Linked DNA regions of Triticum aestivum: region 2 is linked to region 1. A link is a contact called in public Hi-C data. All regions are on one chromosome and are shown on one strand. The core of a region is the stretch at or near the end of the contact, and the rest is flanking DNA. Distances in the headings are between cores, read along the strand shown. Region 1 holds the start of LOC123080313 (disease resistance protein RGA2). Region 2 has its middle 19 kb from the start of LOC123080314.

Region 1 (4,802 bases), core at 1,565-4,064:
TAGAACGAAGGGCCAATTTCAGCAACAGAATTCATTTCCTTCAGGTGCAACACCCTCAGAGATGGAAGCTGCCCCAGAGGAGGAAGCCACTTCCACCTTCTGCAATTAGCTAGATACATGCATTTCAGGTGGGACAACGTTTTCAGCTGCAACCACCTCGGCGATGATGCCCCTTTGTACCTTGCAATGTGAAGTTCTTCCAGATTAGGATGAGGTTGTAAGCAGTTCAATACTTCAGCGTCTATGTTGGGACCAAAATCTAAATTGGCAACACTCCATTCAAATTTTAAAATGTTCACGTGTTGCTTATTCGCCAATTGAGCTTCACAAGCTTCCTCTTTGCATTGAACATTTTCCAGATTCTTGATGCTAAGAAGCCCATGAAGATCCTTCATATCCTTCAACTCTTCTAAGGTTCGCCCCTTTTCCTTTTTAACATGGAACTCAACAGAACCTTGAAGGTTAACCAGACTACCAATACCTCTTATTGTTGAGATGTATTTTGACTCGATGCCAAGATATCGCAAGCTGGTCAACTGGTGCATACCCTCAGGAAATCCATCAAGCTGGCACTTCTTCGGAATATCAAAAGTCTGAAGATGCAATAATCTGCTCACAGATTCAGATATGGTCTTGATAGTATCAGGAAGTGCTATGTAGCGTAGATGAGTTAGTACGTCAATTTCTTCAGGTAACTTGGATATATCACATCCGGTAAAATCCAACGTGCGCACATTCTTTATCTCAGCGAGAAAACCATCTGGGATAGGACTCAGGGGCATCAAAGGATCTCTAAACACAATCAGTGTCCTTAATCTCTTCAGATCATATTGGTCTTTTATCTTTCCTAAACAGTTACTTGAAACTGACAAGTGTCTGATGGTTGGCAGTATGTTTCTGGACATGTCACCTTCGACCCTCCCACAATCACCATCAGAAACCATTTGTGCCAAGTCATGAATCAAGTCATGCATGAGATACAGCCTTTTGTTTCCTTGCTTGACCGTCTGAAAGAATGACCTTGACAAAAGTTGTTTGAAATACTCTTTACCACAATCCTCCATGCTTCTGCCATTTTCCATCTGAATGAAACCCTGTGATATCCACATCCTAACAAGTTTCTTAGGCTCAAACTTCCAATTCTTCGGAAATATACTGCAATATGCAAAGCAACACTGCAAGTGTGGTGGAAGATGATAATAGCTTGACAAAAGTGTGGTGACAACATCACCATGAATATCTGTCTCCAAGATACTGTTCCAATACCTTGCCCTTCGATCAACATTAAGCATCCCGCCAATAACTTTAGCTGCGAGAGGGGATCCTCTTAGCTTCAAAGCAATCTTTCTCCCAATCTCCTGCAACTGCAGATATTCACAACTCTTCTCACAACCCAATGCGTGCTTCTTGAGCAACAACCAATGCTCTTCGGTACCCAATCCAGCCAACATCATTGGGATCCTTACACCTAGCATGTCAGCCACCATCTTCATGCGTGTAGTCACAACTATTCTGCTATCTTGCTCACCATTCTTCAGAGGTGATAGTAGCTCCTTCCACTGGTCCACGTTCTCCCAAATCTTCCTCCCACTATCATCCCAAACATCATCAAGGATGAGCAAGAACCTCTTCCCTTCAACGGCAGAACGCAGCAAGCCTTGCAGAGAATCAAAATTGACTAACCCAGGATAGTCCTTCGACTCCTTCCCCTTTGTAGCCGCCTGCAGTATCTCCCTAGTAAGCTGCATTAGATTCATACAGCTCGAGACGCGCACCCACATCTGGAGATCGAAGTGAGCCTGGATGCTCACATCATTGAAGGCCATCTGCGCCAGCGTCGTCTTGCCAATGCCACCATCGCCAACAATGGCAACAACCGGGACGCCCTGGTTCCCGAGTTGAGCAGGGCCAGGGTCACTACACCCGACTAACCTTTCCATCAGTTCGGCGAGCTCGCGGCCCCGGCCAAAGAGAGTGTCGTCGACCGGGACGGCAGAGCTAAAGTTCCCGGCCGGCTCGTTACCAAGCCGCGGAGAGGCGGCCGCGTCCAGCTTGACGAGGTGCGCGATCTCAGCATAGGCCGCGGAGGCGGCGACGAGATTCTCTAGGACGGAGGGGAGCCGACTGAGGGGCTCGTCGGAGCGGAACAGGCGGCGGCAGAGGGAGAGGGAGAAGTCGAGGATGCGGCGGAGCTTATGGCGTGGGGCGGCGAGGGAGTCGGCGAGGCGGCCGTAGTGGATGTTGTCGAGGAGGTCGTCGGCGTCGTGGGCCGCGTCCCTGAGGCGGTGGAGCCAGGCGACGAGGGCGGGGTCAGAGGGGCGGCGCCGGGCGCGCTCGACGTCGGCGGCGTTCATCTGGAGGCGGAGGAGCTCGCCAGAGAGGCGCGCGAGGTCGGCGGGCGCGTCCCCGGATCCTCCCGGGAGGTATCGCGCGAGGTCTTCCGCGAAGGACCTGGCCCGGTCGCCCAGGCACTGCAGCAGCGGCGACACCAGCCACCCCGCCGCCGCGCCGGCCGCGCCGGCCGCGGTCGATGGAGCCATGTCGGGGGTCGGGGAGGCTTTGCTTGCTGTTGGTCCCGAAGATGGGAGTGGCGCGGTGGGAGGGGCGGAGGCACCGCCGCGTCCATGGTGAAGTAGGGGATCCGGGGGGAACGGCGAGGCCGCGCGGCCTTGGAAACTTCGAAAAAAATCGAAACTTGGACGAAGTTTCGCTGCTTCTCGTCTACCTTCTCGTTCGTCACGATAGGACAAGAGGTTCACATCGGGAATTTCGTTGGGCCGGTCTCGTCCGGCCAATTTACCTCTGGCCGCGCCTATGTTAGTGAACCGGGCGGCTTGTATATGTACAGAGTCCATCACTTCACTTGCGGCCCATTGTTTATCTAATAAGAACTGGCGGCCCGGTTTTGTTGTAACTTCCTGTGTGCTCCCTCCCTGTTCTGTCCGAAAATTTTGGGTCGTCCTACGCGTCTACCGGCGGATCCTTTAAAAAGATCTGCCGGTCTACGAGCCATTCGATCTGACGCAATATCCTGATCAAGTGTAATTGTCACTTTTGCAATAAAAGTCATGTTGCAAGAGCAATTTTGCAACACAGGTTTTGTTGCAGAGATATTTGTAACAAAGGTTGTGTTGCAGATTTTTTTTTCAACAGAGATCTTGTTGCAGAGTATTTTTGAGATTTTATTTTTGCAACAGAGCTCTTGTTGCATTCTTTCTTTGCAATAGATGTCTTGTTGCATAAAGGCACCGTGTTGCATTGCTTGCGGTCATGGCCTCGAGCAGGAGCTCAGTCTCGTTGGGGAAGGGAGGAGACGTATTGCGTATGCGATGATGGTGGTGGTGGAGGTGATGCAGCATGGGGCTGGAGCAGCATAGCTGGGCGACGGCGGCCAAAGCGGAGCTCCGTCGTGCGCGCTCGAGCAGCCACGGCCACACGTTGCGAGTGGACACAGGAAGACGAGAAGAGGCAACCTCGTCGACGTGCTGCCGGTGGCGAGTGGAGCAACGCATGGAGGCGTTGACTTAGCTAGGAGCTTGGGAGAGCACGAGAGGATCCAGATCCAGATCCCACAAACACATCCCTTGTTGCGATGGGGGAGATTGGGACAACGGCTCAGTTGCAAAATCTAGTCTAGGTAATACGTTGCTCTCGAGCCATCTGGTTAAAATCCGATCTGACAGCCACGGAGCCGACGGACGTAGGCGTCATTATCAGTCCGGTGATTTGAATTATTTCCCAAACTTTTTGGGAATTATTCATTTTTAACACAATACAGATACAGACACTCATACTTACGCACATACACTCACCTCTATGAACGCACGCACACCCTACCCTATGAGCACCTCCGAGAGACGGAGCCGGCACATCATCTTAAGATTGATAGTTGCCACAGACGCTTTTTGTAGTCAACGGGTAAGTCTCCTTCCACTGAAGCACATCGCCGGAAGGCCTAAAATAAATCCAGAAAAATGCATTCACCGGTGTCAAGTTTAGCACATGAACTCAAATGGACTAGGGATACCACTGTCCTTCTAAACATCCAACCACATGTTGGTTTGCATTTTGCGAATGTCTGAAACGTGCAACTATTCTTGCCGGAGTCCAAAACTTGCAACTTCAAAGCCTACATGAGGCATCAAACAAGTAGTGAATACAAACTAGAAATTTAGGACCCTCATATTTTGTAAACGTTCACCAGGTTCGAGTGAAATTTCGAACGATTTTGATGGTATTTTTAGTGTATGTGGGGTGGCAGTTTATTCATGGCGACATACCATTTTCTAGGATGAAGTCTGAAAAACTGTCATCTTCCCAGAAAATGTCATGTCGTTCTGAAGAAACTGTCATCTCACCTACACTAAATATGCCACCAAAATTGTTTGAAATGACATATGTTCCCAGCAAACGTTCGCCAGGTAACATTACCAAAATTTAAGCAGATTTGGCATCTACTATCCTAACGCAACTACACTCTGCAGGCAGAGTCCAAAGATATCAAGGGCACCCCTATAGCTCATTGTGAGCTCTGACTTCCAGCTTGCCTGCAACAAAATTTAAATGGGCCATATAAAGGTTCAGTTTTTCTTATATAAATCTTTAAAAATATATTTTTCCACTAATTTTATGTTGCCAGTTTTATAAAATGAAAATATTCAAGTCTTGCAAAAAATAGAAGATTCAAACATATGAAAAAAATATCATTGAATTTTAAATAAGTGTTCATGTTTATTTTAAATGATATATATACCCAGATTAAGAATTATTTCTGTATTTGGAAAAGAGAATAATCTTTTATT
Region 2 (4,802 bases), core at 588-3,087, 41 kb after region 1:
ACCTTTATAATCACCCAGTTACGTTGTGATGTTTGGTAGCACACAAAGTGTTCCTCCGGTAAACGGGAGTTGCATAATCTCATAGTCATAGGAACATGTATAAGTCATGAAGAAAGCAATAGCAACATACTAAACGATCGAGTGCTAAGCTAACGGAATGGGTCAAGTCAATCACATCATTCTCCTAATGATGTGATCCCGTTAATCGAATGACAACTCATGTCTATGGCTAGGAAACATAACCATCTTTGATCAACGAGCTAGTCAAGTAGAGGCATACTAGTGACACTCTGTTTGTCTATGTATTCACACATGTATCATGTTTTCGGTTAATACAATTCTAGCATGAATAATAAACATTTATCATGATATAAGGAAATAAATAATAACTTTATTATTGCCTCTAGGGCATATTTCCTTCACTCACTTGTTCTCCTTCAGTCTTTCTCTCTTGCCTTATTAGCCGCCGCTCCACCACACCAGCCGCCACACCACACCCTTGCTGAAACTCTACATCTCTGTCACCTCCAGCATTCCAGCCGTGCTCCACCCCACTTCTCCTCCGTCGATCTAGAATTTGAGAACATGAGTGATCCTATCAAACTTTCAGAACAGAACACGATCACATTTGAAGAGTTTATTGAAATGCATCAACAAATTTGGCATCGAGCAACTTACGAGCAGCTGAAGGAAGATCTGATTAAGCATCCGCGGGTGGTTAAAGGGGACAACAATATTGGAATGTAATATTTGAACCTTTTAAAATTTGTAATACTACTGCATGCTGCTATTTGAACGTCTGTACTCTATGTATGCGGCTATATGAACGTGCAGACTTAAAAAAATTAAGAGAGGTCAGATATATGCGGGCAACGTTGGATGGCTGCCTTCCGCATCCGTGTCCGCGGACTGATCCCCTCTATCCAGGGACGGATGCGGGAGAAAATTTGCGGTTCATCGTTGGAGATGTCCTAAGGCCCTGTTTGGACCGTTTTCTTTTTTAATACCCCTGAGAAAAATACCCGTCTCGGCATGTCATTTGTTGCGCGGCGAAAATTGTTCAGTGGCCGGTAACACACATGTAAATTCTACACCCCTGGATTAAATTACACCGATCCCAAGTGCGGCCTTATGTGATCGCCATGAGCTCAAGCTGAGCGCCGCCACGAACCCTATACAAAAATAAAATGAAAAGAAAGGCAAGCACACTCTCCTCGAACCTCGATGATATCTATTGTCAACTTGTCTAGCAATCTCCTCGTCGAGGCTACAATGCACCTCTCTTGCTCCCTTCTCTGATTCTGGATTTCAAATGTAAACTAGTTTTATTATCTGAAAGATGCCACCAGGAGGGCCTTTGCACATGGTCCATGATCTTGCACTGGCAGTATAAATTATTGACCCTCACCCCCATCTGTCCCCCCAATTAAAAAAGGCCGTAAAAATCTCGCGGGATCTATGTACAGTATATTATCTGTTTACGTGGTACTCGACGTACGTGCGGCATAGTAAAATAAGCCGCAGCTAATCATACGGTGCCTACAGCGAGCTATCCCCGCGGTGTGAGCAACTTGGAGAGCCGATCTGTATCAAATGCTCGAAGGTTTGCCCAACCTAACGCACAAGGCGTCAGTTTACAGTTAGCTGTCACCTGATGATTAACCTGCTCTCGCCGACGCCTGCCAAGACGGGCACCCGCCAGCCAATAATGCACGTACGGACGGACGTGCCGCGCGCCGCGGTGTCCCCGTCCCGTCCTCTCGGGACCAGTTACTCCGAACGGAATCACGGCTGTTCGATCGGGAACGGGGCAGGAAGCGTCGTCGCCGCCGTCGCCTTGCGATCATTGAGCACGATAAGACGGTGGATGGTGGCGGCCGGTAGGCCGGCTGGATAGATAGGGCGCGGTAGTGCGCGCGCCGGCCGGCAGGAACCGAATCCGACCGACGCCGACGCCGACGCGCACCGGCGAAAGTGGCAAAAAGAAAAGCGAGGGGATTCGAGCACATGGTGGCGCCCATGAAACCTTGGCCGGATCGCCCGGCCGAGATACGTAGGCCATCCTCGGATTCCGCGCTGGCTGCTTCCTACGTCGCCTCGGTCACATGAGCGGATGAGCACAGTCGGCTGGGGCTGTGCCGGGCACCGCTCTGTGTACTGCATGTCTATGTGGAATGCATGGAGCCGGCTGCGAATGTGCCCTTTGCCTTTGATCGAGATCGAATCTCGGCCACCGGCTTTCCCTTTCACTGCGTTCTTGTTCAGAAGTTTCTCTTTACGTTTTCCCAGTGGTCGTTGTCGTCTGTCCCCGTTTCGGCAGCCTCGGTATCCGAAACTTGAGCTGCTACAACATGCCTGCCGAGGTAAAGCAACGCAAAGCAAAGTAAAGCACACCCTGCCGCCCATCTCGATCTCCAACAGATAGTATTATCACAGCGGGGGTGTGGTGGCGTAAAGCTTGTGCGCCATCGGGTTTTGATTTGGGAGTAACGAAACAACACGTACGTACTACTATGCACGAGTTTCAGAAAGAAAGAAGAAGGCTCTACGGCGACATGTGGCCATGTACGCCGTGGTTTGTGAAGAACGACGGTGCCCAGCTAGTGTGCCATTACTTACTCTACATCGTAGTACCGACGTAGGTCCCGGCTGCGGATTAAGTGCCAGTCGGCACGGCAGGGCGCCGCGCATTAGCCTTCGGTCGGCCCACGTAGGCAACGTACACCGGCTCAGGGCAGCGCGCCGGCACGGCCTACCAGTAGCCTCTGTTCGATCGTCCTTGCCCTGCCCCGCGCGTCATGGACGGCGGCGCCCCGCTCGATCCGGCCTACGTCTGTGGCTGTGCGTGCGTACCTCCGGCTGCGTCAGAGGTTCCTCTCCATTATTCATTCCAAGGGAGCACGCCTCGCACGGCGGCATGCATGCCATGCCATGTACGGACGGCGAGTGCAGCGACGGAACGAAGCCGTCAGGTCGCTTTCCGCCGCGCAACCCAAGCCCGCCTGACTGAATCGATGAATGAATGAATCGGCAGCAGAAAACCAGAAACCACAAGTCTCGGGGCATACTGCTACAAACGTGGAATTCCGAGCCTGCTTCACAGCTTCAGCCCTTCTCGGCCCAGGGACATGTCGACGCGACTGCGTTCTGCTTCTGCCTCAGTGATATTTATCTTCTTAGCACATCTCTGCCGGTTCAGCTTCTGACACACACGGAATTCTATATATTCCAATCCATTTCATTCAGTGGGCAAGAACCAACCGGTAGCCTTTTTCTTAACCAACCGGTAGCCAGTAACTTTTTTGTTTTTGTTTGAGGCAACCGGTAGCCAGTAAGACTAGCTACAATGGAGAGTAACATACACGTATCCCTATACTATGTTATTACCTTCATAGTGGGTAGTAACATAAGTATGGTAACATGTAAAGCCTCATTTATTAGGTTATAGACTCATATTGCATTGAGACATGTGATGTTACAGTAACTAGCTAAGTTACTCAGGCTACCTCTCTCCTCATTAACTCATTGCCACATAAGCAAATTTGCTAAGTTGGACTCGATGTTACTGCTGAAGTTACTCCCATTGTGGCTAGTCTAACTGAAATGGAACAATCAAGCATATGGGCTAGCCTACGACCCAACAAAGAGAAGCTTTCTTTTGCGCCGTGTGGGCAATGCACATATAATGCCAAGACTATACTCGCTCAATGGGACTACAACTTCCGTCTCGCTGAAGGATTTCCCCCTACCTGTGTATCACTGGGCCATGCAATTTTCGTTTTATTTTCCGTTTGCTACGTTTTGATTGAGTTCGCTGGTTTCGTTCAATCGGTCTCGATGGATTCTTTCACTAGGTTTTTTTCCGATTCTTTTTCGTTTTTTCTGTTTCTTCACCAAATTTCTTTATTTTTCTGTTTTTCTTTGTTTTTTCATCGAGTTTCTTCGTTTCTTTCACGCACCGGGGTTTTCCTTCATTTTTCTTATTTCTTTCTCAGCTATTTTAATTTTCTTTTTTCTTTCTTCATTTTATTGTTTTTCTTTGTTTATTTCTTGTTTTTCATCTTTTTTCTATGTTTTTCTTGGTTTTCACTGTTTTCATTCTTCTGCATTGGTTTTCTCCGCCTTTTATTTTTTTGGTTTTTCCTAGTTTTTCCTTTTAAGTTTTTATTGGGTTTCGTCATTTTTTTGTTTCTTTGTCGAATCTCATTGGTTTACTTTTTGTTCAATATTTGCAAAATTTTCAGTACATTCAACCTTTTTTGTACAGATAATAAACATATTCTATATACATGATTATCATTTTTTTAAGTACATGATTACCATTTTTTGCAAAATAGTTTTTATGCCTGCTTTGACCATACACATTGTTCATTTTTTGTATATATCTAATATATTTTAAATACACATTCAACATTTCTCAAATACTTTATTAAAAAAATTCAAATACATGGTCACCATTTTTCAAAACATGGTGACTATCATTTTAATGGCAATAAACATTTTTTCACACACAATATACATTTTCATATACATCAATAACATTTTTATACCCCTGATAAACATTTTTTAAATACTTAATTATCTTTTTAAATACATTTTTTCAATGTCTCCTTTTATTTAATGTACACGCCGGGAGTAGTTTTTATGTATGTTTAAATATTTTAAATACATGCTTAACATTTTTTACTACACATTATTTTTTATTTTATGTTTTTTATACATGAGAAATATTTTTATGCACATCTAACATTTTACAAATGTTTGATTAATATTTCTTCAAATACATGATCAACTTATTCAAA

The links. Hi-C and Micro-C count contacts between places; a contact is called where the count stands out from the background.
Region 2: a Hi-C map of leaf shows a contact between it and region 1, with 4 times the contacts expected there. The contact joins the enhancer-like site here to the promoter of LOC123080313 in region 1. A contact is called at or near these places in 2 of 5 Hi-C or Micro-C datasets (both in leaf).

What each region holds. Positions count from the first base shown.
Region 1 is chr3D:538,749,687-538,754,488 of IWGSC CS RefSeq v2.1, forward strand. LOC123080313 (disease resistance protein RGA2) reads right to left here and starts at 2,815. Exons shown (of 3, transcript XR_006438303.1): 1 at 1-2,815.
Region 2 is chr3D:538,791,879-538,796,680 of IWGSC CS RefSeq v2.1, forward strand. No RefSeq gene overlaps it. Among protein-coding and RNA genes, the nearest start is that of LOC123080314, 19 kb to the left of the region's middle. Within about 2 kb of position 1,838, at least 7 of the 8 cell types and tissues checked have an H3K27ac peak or open chromatin away from gene starts, as enhancers often do. A contact at or near this core is called in leaf, where this site is marked.